Linked DNA regions of Triticum aestivum: region 2 is linked to region 1. Evidence: chromatin contacts called from public Hi-C data. All regions are on one chromosome and are shown on one strand. The core of a region is the stretch at or near the end of the contact, and the rest is flanking DNA. Distances in the headings are between cores, read along the strand shown. Region 1 holds the start of LOC123053226 (1,4-alpha-glucan-branching enzyme 2, chloroplastic/amyloplastic). Region 2 holds the start of LOC123053229 (neutral/alkaline invertase 3, chloroplastic).

Region 1 (4,850 bases), core at 205-2,704:
ATTTACTTCCCAGCATATTCTCAGACCACGAGGGGATCTGTATGAAATGGTGGTCCCTAGTCTTTGTCTCTTTGATGTTCCCCAAATTTGCATGATGAAAGGACCTTAATTCAAAATGAGCGAAAGCAGCGGGTAGGCATTACCGGTAGTCAAGATGGCTCCGAAAATCTTTCAGTGTTGGGTCAATCTCGTATATTTTCTGCCCATCTCCTGGTTTTGGGACAACTCGCGGTTTCTCCCCCACGACTAGTTCCTTAACTCCTTTGGTTACACCATCAGTGATTGTTTCCACAATGCCCTGAGTCGGTTCTGAAGATTGAAGTTTCTCTGCAGTCCCCCCTGTCATGTTCACTTCCGCCGTTTGCTCCTCGATATCTTCAGGTATCTACAGCACGAAAAATAGCAATTGTAGAGCAGACTGACGAAACCCCAAACGGTGCATTATGTTGTGAAGTTCTTGCTAGAATGCACATCCATCTGATTTTTTCAGTGGCCCAAGAGCCAGCACGGGGCCAAGGCTAACAAAATGAACAAGGCAGTGCAGTACTGCACAATGCTGATAGAAGAAGCTCGAAACCTGACGCATCCGTGGTTGGTTTCATCCGGCATTTGGTAAGTGAATAACGATTGTATGAAGATTTACCGGCACGAGTGTGTGTACCTGTAATTCTTCAGGTTGCGCCGGACTTGCCAAGTCGTCGCTCTCGCCGTCAGGCACCAGGACCTTCCCTGGAGAGGCCGCGCGGCTCAGGACGGCGCCTGCAAAATGCAAGGATGACTACAATAGTGAAAAAACGCCACAACTTGCAGTTACAGCAAGAACAGGAAGAAAAAGAGTGAGAAAATATATATCAGAATGAAACGAGGAATGATCAAAGCCGTGGTAACACCAGGGCCTGGGTGACACTAACGCATTTCCCCGCGGGGAAAAAAATACAGGTTCAGGAAGCGCGATCGCCTAATCCAGCTATCTCTCTCACTCATGGAGATCAATTGGGGAACAGCATCGAACAGGCCATGCGCGCGCAGAGGAGAGAGAAGGGGAGCCAAAGCCAGACGGGGAGATTCGAGAGAGCGAGGCGTACGAGAGGAGTCCTTCTTCCTGAGGAGCAGCGACGGCAAGTCCGCCCCGCCCCTCCGCTCCGAGCCGGCCCGCGCCACTCCGACGCCGGCCCGCGCCACACCGAGAGTCGCGCCGGACACCGCGAACGTCGCCATCCCCGCGTAGTGATTGAGTCAGCCAGTCGCCCAGATCTCACTCAACCCGCCGGCCGAAATGCAGCGCGGAACCCGAGTGATGGAGATATTAATTGAGAAGCGATGAGAAGGGGGAGCAACGTGTGCGGCGGGGGTGGAAGCTGGCGGGTACGGTGCAGTGCATGGGGATGGGCGGGGGAGAGGAGATAGACGCCGAGCCGGAAAGGGGACCCACGGGGAGTGTGCCGTGTGTGAGTGTGTGTGCGGCGTCGTCTTCCTCCCTCGTGCGCGCGCACAGCAGAGGTGGCAGAGAGCGACGGACGGACGGTGGAGGCGACGCTGCGTGCGGGAGGACGAGATCGCAAACCAACGGCTGGGAGCGCGTTTACCTGGCCATGCCGTTAGCGGCCTCTAGTACCCTCGTTTATAAGTATTTATTTTGTTTACAAAAAACATTTATTGTCTCCCAGACAAAAGCAGTTGGTGAGTGTCTGATTGTCCGTCGTCTCCGACCGATCATCCGATCTGCACGCATGCGGGCCAGCTATGGCATTTTCGTGTAAAAAAAAAGACCACACCACTCTGCTCCAAAAAACAAATTGTAGGGTACATTATGTATTTGTACATGTATGTAAATGATATCGTAATACGCATACTTTCAGTGTCATCCTCTTCTCGACTCGACAACTGGGATGTTGATTTTCAGTTCTTCGTTTCCACCTCGCATGGACTCGTCGGTGCATGGTTTGAGAATTGCATGTCATGGTGGTTTGAGAATTAATTTTCCTTGTTTGAAAATGCATGTGTTTGCCAACTCTTGCTTCCATTAAAAAAAAGTGTGAGCTATGAATTTCCAGAGGGGAAAAGGTGCATGGTTGCTCCCTCCATCAGGCCTGATAGCATCATCATGGTGTTCATGTGCGTCTCTCTTCCTTGCTCCGACGCCCATGGATGACCCCATGTGTCACGCACTCACGTCCGCTGTCAGGCTCAAGCCTGTGGTGCTGGGCTCCTGCGTGAGCGTCTGTCCAGTTCGAATGCGCCTGTTTTGGTGGTCTCGCGCTTAACTTTGCAGCTGGTGATCCTAGCAGACGTTTTGGACTGGTTGAGCCTTTTGTAAAGCAGGGCCTAAATGGCCTGTTCTTTTAAGAAAACTAGACGCTAATCTCTCCACGACCCCACCGTCCGAAAAGAACAAAAAAAAAAATCTAAAATGGAGGTGTTTCTGAATTCTCTGGCTGCAAAACGGGCATCAAGATCTCACTTCCCCATGGTCATTATGCTACCACCTGAAGCCGTGCAGTCATGCTTATTTTAAGCCCTCGGTGATCCTTTGTTCCTAGATACAGGAGAGATATTTATTAAGCGTCAAGCCTGGTGACCGGTGTGACTGGCGGACGACGGAGGGAGGGACCGGCCGGCCGAGTTATCTTAGCGTCGTGGTCCCTTCCCCGTGGACATGTCCGTTCGCTTTCGCTTGCTGTTCATCAGGAAGAAACAAACGAGAAGTACAAGAGACCTGCCAGGAGGCTCTCTCCCGACCGTTAATTCAACAACTCCCCTGTGACTTGATATCCTCGCACCTTTTGCACTGCCGAATTCGAAAGAAAAAAAAAACTATTGTTCTGCCTTGGACCATGTAGGCATGTACAACCACCGTCCGAGATCTGTTTGTCTATAGAAGGTGCCGTGCAGGATGTATTACTTCGGTTAACAAGAAAAGCTGCTGTTTAAAAACAGGGCCATTGCCGTTCATGATTCATATCGACAGCCAAGTAGCAAGAAGTATAATGATGCTGTCAACTGGCACACAGGAGCTTACTTGTCCTAGTTGTCACATTGCATGCTTAGGAGAAGATCACACATTATTGATTTATTTACTCGACGTTATACATTAAAACCTCAGTTCTGTGTTTTTGGAAATATGATACTCCGTTACGACATTAGCTTGCATTTCCGATGGTGTCTAGATTAATTCTGGGAGGCCGTTCCCTCTGTGCTCCGGATGACTTCCTTCGAAGGGAAAACAACGGCAGCTATAGGTTTATCTGAGTACCCGCCACCTTCGTCGATGATGAACCTGAGACCGTCCACGTGGAGCTTCCCGTGATGCCCACTTACAACGATGGTCTGCTTGCCGGCCAGATCCTGGAAAAGGAAATCCGTGTATCAGCACAACTGCTCATAATCCCGATAAATGTACCGACCATGGACACCAACCATGTAGCCATGAATAAGTTAGTGGCAGTCTATGAGCATGCACCATGTGCTTGCTGTTTCAGCTAAAATGGGCTAAACCATCCGAAGTTCCAGAGTGACAGTCAAACTGGTGTGATTCTGTAACCTAACTTCACCCAATGCACATTGCTGCTAGTTTAAAGCATATTAGAAGCAGGACAGTGGACAGCTGTAATCAAATTTCCTGCATGCCACACTTTTTTTTTTCTTTACAGATTACCGACGGTCTGTGCTAAAGAAAACTGGCTCAATAATTTGATAAAAGGAGAAAATGGCACTTGTCAGTACTTGCATCATAGCAAGCAAAGATTATGTGCTCACACATCTGGTGAGAAAACTCTACACCTTCATTCAAACATTGAGTGCAAGAGTCTTCAGATCAGTTAGCAGCATGCCGTGCACCCCATAAGAATCAAGAGCTAGGTGAATTGTTCTGTGGTAGCCGTTGCAAAGCACTTGGGAGCACTAATTTCAGGAGTATATATTTTTAGGGGTTTTCGCCCACCTTGGCCTTTTTGTTGTGTATATATTTATGCCACTGTCCTTCCTATTTAATGAAATGTGACAAAGTGCTTGCCTTTGTTAAAAAAAGCATTTCGCTGGCCTATGGTACTCCGTATATACACTTCTTTACGAACTCCTATGTATATAAATTAGTCCAAACCAAGAAGATGCTGAGGAAAACTGCATACATACCATTTCCACAGTTCAGAGAAGTGACAAATCAAACAATTTTGGGGCTAACAGTGCATGCTTCACTAAGGCTAGTAGTTCTAGGAATAATCACATACCAAACCAATCTTAATATAAGGCTTTAGTGCCAACAGAACTTAGCATGGCGCAATATCAAGCCAATGATGGGTTCACTAGTACTGCAGGTGATATAAAATACGTGACTCCATGTACGTATCACGGCATCTTTAGATGCAATTAGAAAGAGCATTGTGGAGACTATGTTGGTCTCTTCTACAAGGATGGTAGTCTAATGCACTGAACTTTATCTTGTTTGCATCTACACACTACACAAGTGTACTGAGTTAGCTGCGACACCAAATTAGACACAATAACATGGAAAACAAACCGGAGAGTAAATTGTTCGTCTCTGGCAAGATATAGTGCAACAGGATCACATATTAGCTCACCTGTGGTATGCTCCAAACATCCTGCCTCCCGCTAAGCATTTGAACTTTTGGCACCCTTGTGTCTCTAGTTCTCAAAACTCTAAGCTGCTCATTCAAATCCAAGGACTTTTCCAGGCCGGCATGAACCGCAATCAGTTTGCATAGAATCTGGCCTCCATCTGTATCAATACGAACGTCTTCCTGCAATACAACGATAACATGAAACTACAAAAGCAGAAATATGTCTTGCTTCTCTAGTATACTTTGCACTAGAAAAGAATGCACACCTCTTCA
Region 2 (5,404 bases), core at 361-2,860, 290 kb after region 1:
TTCCTTTATAGTACTACCTTTTGTAAGCAATTCTTTCTTAGTGGTTATCCATCGGCGGGAGTTTTACATGGCATTTTCTTTGCAGAGATCCCTGACAATGAATACATTGAGTACTTCGGTCCAGATTATACATTGAAAGTACCGAATCTGAACATGGTATGAACCTTTTCTGATTGAACTATCTAATTCTATGCCTGCCTGGTGTTATGGAAACATTTAACTGCTGTTTGGTGCATCATGCTTTTTATATATTGGCTACCACCTAGAACATCCTTTTGTTTCTTTAGAGATGTGTAGATGTGCTAATGATATTTGTCTTCCTATTGATGAATGGACCAGGACAACTTGAATAGTAAGACGTATCTCAGTTCAATCAAAGTGCAAGTAATGGAGAGTTTGCGGGCCATACAACATGCACCTGGCGTTCAGATGCAAGAGGTTAGTTTGTATTCCATTCGCATGTTGATTGTTGAAACATCCCAATTGAAACCGGGGATGGATACCATGTGAAGACTGGAATATGCCTTTACATCTTTTGTGTCTTTATTTTTCTTGCTTCCGCCAGGATAGTGTAGTTTGTTGTTTCTGAGCAGAGATCGGATACACAATGAGTTTATTTTGCAGGTTCCACCCGATTTCTATGTCCCGGATTTTGATGAAGACGAGCTGGATCCTGATGAACGTGTTGATCGTAAGTGAAATAAATACCTCTGGCATGTCTTACAGTGCTCGTATGGACGAGTAAAAACTTGATGATTTCTCCGTGCAAACTCGCCATTGTCCTCTCGAAGCATATGCGCGCCACATAATGAGAAATTTGCCCTGAAATGAAATAAATGTGATCCATTTTGTTATCTATTTATTCTTAAATTGGTTGTATTCTTCTTCATTCAGCCAGTTCCTTGCTTGGTATTTTCTCCAGTCCTTTTGAACTGGGTCATCATTTTTTTTTCTTACAGAAGTGTGTATGTCATGCAGAGCATACCCAAGACAAGCAGGTTCATCGTGACGACGAGTACTATGAAGGCGACAACGACAATGATCACGATGACGGCGGACATTGAGATCGGCATCTTGGCGATGTATGTAGGTGGAAGCTCAAAGTCTTTCCCGCAGCAGCTGCTTTTTCAGTTTAACATCGTGGGATGGGAAATACATAGTTGGCTGATTGACATTTTAGGATCTGACGCTAGGGCTGGAAAGCATTGTGGGAGAATGTAACACTTGCCGACTTGTACATCATTGTACGATTTCACATTCGTACTTAAAATACAATCTTTTCAGTACGTACGTGCTTTTTTATTTAGCCTTTGGATTGTTCTTGCATGGGTGACCTTTTGAATTTGGAAAAGCAACTGATTGATAACGTTCGTAGAGGCAAAACTCGATGAGAGCATCGAGGCAGGGAGAGGCGTGGCGTGTATACGGAGAGAAGCACCGAGTGGTGGCCACGCACGGGTCCCCGTCGCCCACCCCTCCGGCCTCAGCGACAAGAAGCCAAAACGGCGCTTCGCTTCGCCCACTCGAACGCCTTTGTTTGCATCCCCCTCGTGCCCGCCGCACAGCCAATCAATCCCGTCAGTTTCGCTTTTGCAAGCGGCTCAACGCAGGTTCGATTCGACGGCTCCTCCGAGCGCATGGGGATCGCACAGGCTGCCGCCCCGCTGCGCCTGCATCTTGGATGCTCCGGCGCGGCGCCCCCGCGGCCCACCTCCCTCAGGGTCGGGGTCGGATTCGGATCCCATGCGAGGAGGAAGGGCGGGAGGCGGCGGAACCCTCCCCGCGCCGCCAGCTCGCTGCATCCCAGCAGCAACCCGAGGGCGCACGACCATGAGCCCGCCCTCAAGCCTCCCGCTCCCGCTCCCGCCGTCGATGTCGCCGGGAGGGACTTGAACGGCGCCGCCGACCACGCGCCGCAGCAGAGGCGGCGCGCGGCGAGCGACCTGGAGGAGGAGGCGTGGGCGCTCCTCCGGGAGTCGGTGGTCAGCTACTGCGGCAGCCCCGTGGGCACCATCGCCGCCTGCGACCCCAACGACTCCAGCCCGCTCAACTACGACCAGGTCTTCATCCGGGACTTCGTGCCCTCGGGCATCGCCTTCCTGCTCAAGGGGGAGTACGACATCGTCCGCAACTTCATCCTGCACACGCTCCAGCTCCAGGTCACCCACCCTTCATACTAGTAGGAGTATTTCGGTCGGTTGGTGTCTGTCAATACAGATGCTCCTCTTACTTGTGTTAATAATGTGTATGCAATTGAATCATTCCTCAATTCCAATAAGATTAAGCACAACCTATATGAAATTATTAGTTGAGTCAGGATACCATTCTGCTCAATGTACTGCCTACCATGTATGAAGCTTGTAATAATTTGTTAAAACTGATTGTTGACCATCTATAGAGCTGGGAGAAAACCATGGACTGCCACAGTCCAGGGCAAGGCTTGATGCCAGCTAGTTTCAAGGTGCGTGTCGTTCCGCTTGAAGGTGATGAAGAGGGCGCAACTGAGGAAGTCCTGGATCCTGATTTTGGGGAGGCTGCTATAGGCCGTGTGGCACCAGTTGATTCAGGTAAAGTTTTTAAAACCTTTTAATTCAGGTAATGTTGACTCTGTTAATACGCGTATAGCATAAAAAATAAAGAACCTTAATGATGGTTTTCAGGTCTATGGTGGATCATATTACTGAGGGCATATGGAAAATGTTCAGGAGACCTTTCATTTCACGAGAGAATCGATGTCCAGACTGGAATAAAATTGATCTTGAAGCTCTGCTTAGCTGATGGGTTTGACATGTTCCCCACATTGTTAGTCACTGATGGATCCTGCATGATGGATCGTCGAATGGGTATCCATGGACACCCACTGGAGATTCAGGTAGCACAAACGTCCGAAAGTAACAGCGCAGTGAAACATCACACACACACACAACAAACAGCAAAAAGCACATAACCATAGCAACACAAACATATATGATGATGGCACAGGCACTAAATAGTAAATACAGTTATGGGGTCTGGTATATTTTTACACAAGGAATGAGAGAGTTCTTACATGTCTTGAATTCTTTTTGGGTGTCACTCATTTCACTGCACAGAGCACAGTTCTGGCCTGAAACCACAAATATTGGCCAATCGAAGCACCTGTCTTTAAAAACATGGTTATTCAGGTCATTCTGAGATTATGGTTAATAGTGCCACGTGATCCTCCCCTGCTATTCTGTAGATGAGTGAGGATTACTTTCTGCTATTTATGCATGATTTCTCATATATCATTTTCATTTCTTGTGCAGTCACTGTTCTATTCAGCCCTCTTGTGTGCACGTGAGATGCTTACCCCAGAAGATGGATCTGCTGACTTGATCCGTGCCCTAAATAACAGGCTTATGGCGCTCTCTTTTCATATTAGGGAATATTACTGGCTTGACAAGAGAAAGCTAAATGAGATATATCGATACAAAACAGAAGAATATTCTTATGATGCTGTCAACAAGTTTAACATATATCCTGATCAGATTCCTCCGTGGCTAGTTGAATGGATCCCTCCGGAAGGGGGTTACTTAATTGGAAACCTGCAACCAGCTCACATGGATTTCCGATTCTTTTCTCTGGGGAACTTGTGGTCTATAGTAAGCAGTTTGGCAACAACCCGTCAATCCCATGCTATTCTGGATCTAGTTGAAGCCAAATGGTCTGATCTAGTGGCAGAAATGCCATTGAAGATATGTTATCCTGCTCTCGAGGATCAAGAGTGGAAATACATTACAGGGAGCGACCCTAAAAACACGTGAGTCCTAGATTGTTGCCTACTTCTGCGAGTCTTGCAGATCGTTTGCATCTCCTCATAACATTTATTTTGTTTTGCTGCAGGCCTTGGTCATACCATAATGCAGGTTCCTGGCCAACATTGTTGTGGCAGGTTTGCAACTTAAGCATCATGTTTGAAATTTTGATGTGTACTTTGCAAACCTCGAGACCTTGTCGAGTGTTCGGATTGATTACTTAGCACCATTTGCTCTTGATTGTAAATGTCAATCAGTTTCTTGTTTTTCTTTTGGCAGCTCACGGTGGCATGTATCAAGATGAACCGGCCTGAGATTGCAGCAAGAGCCGTGGAGGTGGCTGAGAGGCGTATTTCCACGGATAAATGGCCTGAATACTACGATACTAAGCGTGGGCGGTTCATCGGCAAACAAGCTCGACTATTCCAAACGTGGTCCATTGCGGGCTTCCTTGTGGCCAAGCTGCTGCTCGAAAACCCTGAAAAGTCTAGAATACTCTGTAACAACGAAGACGAGGAATTTGCTAATGCTTTTAATCTCATGGCTGATTCATGCAACCCGAACAGGAAGCGTGGCAGGAAAGCCCCGAAGAAGACCTACATTGTGTAAGTCTAACAGCAGCTCCAATGTTAGGGGGGTTCATAGATGTAGCGGTGTTTAGTTTTTTGTGCGAATCGCACATATACCTCCAGGATTTGTACATACCACAGTGAACTTGTCTAGAGGAAATGCCCACTTTGAGACGCTGTCATTCTGTTTATGGTTGGTTAATTGGTTATCAAGGTTTTCGCAGCACAGCATTCACTGTAGCACAGATGCACAGTTATGCTACTCACCGGTCAGCACTATAATAAAATGGTTACATCCAAGCAATTAGTGATGTCCCATCTGCTCGACTATTACATAATTGTGAAGTCCGTGACAGACACATGACTGCCAAATCCTTGCTCCTAACTTTATGATATTATTAATGAACAAGAACACATGTTACAAAACTTATTACTGGACCTTACTTGAGAATACTGCTACTATCCAGCAACAACGACTACTGCAAGCAGTAGCAGCTCATTTTCAGATGCCACTGGGGGGCGAACTATTATTGCATGGCTGCATTCGAAAGAAAAATGCTTGCACAAGACCATGGCTCATCTGATATCTGATGGTATTAACAAGGAATAAAGTTACAGGCACAACGCCCGACCTTACTCAGTTACTCTACATCCCAACATTGGCAGGTGACAACTGATAACTCATCTTCAACAGAAAAACTGCAGGGGAGTGGGGACTGGGGAACTGTGGGACTACTACTTCTAGCTACCACGGTATGGATATTCTTCAGAACACAACGTACTACCACTACAACTTCTACTGCTACTACCGCCACCACTAGAAGAGCTCAAACTCAATGTCGTCTCCATTCATCCGGAACTCGAGGCACTTGCCTTCCTTCTTCTTCCGTGCCACCGCTGCAGTGAGGGTTGAGGCGTCGACGCTCTTCGGGGTCTCGGGCGGTGCAGTCCAACGGATCAAGGCCCAGTTCAGGCCTTGGAAGAAGGGATGCCGCTTGATCTCGGCAGCTCCTTTCCTCGAGCCTAGCCGGAGCTCTGGCTCCTTCACGAGCAACCCTC

What was found. Hi-C and Micro-C count contacts between places; a contact is called where the count stands out from the background.
Region 2: a contact with region 1 is called in a Hi-C map of leaf, with 7 times the contacts expected there. The contact joins the promoter of LOC123053229 here to the promoter of LOC123053226 in region 1. A contact is called at or near these places in 4 of 5 Hi-C or Micro-C datasets (leaf and an unstated tissue).

Annotation. Positions count from the first base shown.
Region 1 is chr2D:375,327,171-375,332,020 of IWGSC CS RefSeq v2.1, forward strand. LOC123053226 (1,4-alpha-glucan-branching enzyme 2, chloroplastic/amyloplastic) reads right to left here and starts at 1,455. Exons shown (of 22, transcript XM_044476670.1): 1 at 1,086-1,455; 2 at 662-759; 3 at 144-385. The coding sequence starts at 1,218. LOC123053227 (tyrosine-protein phosphatase RLPH2) reads right to left here. Exons shown (of 4, transcript XM_044476672.1): 2 at 4,844-4,850; 3 at 4,578-4,757; 4 at 2,953-3,345. The coding sequence ends at 3,169.
Region 2 is chr2D:375,613,136-375,618,539 of IWGSC CS RefSeq v2.1, forward strand. It overlaps LOC123053229 (neutral/alkaline invertase 3, chloroplastic), which reads left to right and starts at 1,611. Exons shown (of 6, transcript XM_044476674.1): 1 at 1,611-2,159; 2 at 2,399-2,567; 3 at 2,661-2,872; 4 at 3,288-3,781; 5 at 3,865-3,913; 6 at 4,056-4,527. The coding sequence starts at 1,611. The coding sequence ends at 4,385. LOC123053230 (histone deacetylase 9) reads left to right here. Exons shown (of 14, transcript XM_044476676.1): 11 at 86-156; 12 at 340-438; 13 at 625-691; 14 at 979-1,286. The coding sequence ends at 1,064. It overlaps LOC123053228 (serine/threonine-protein kinase D6PK), which reads right to left. Exons shown (of 3, transcript XM_044476673.1): 3 at 4,912-5,404. The coding sequence ends at 5,163.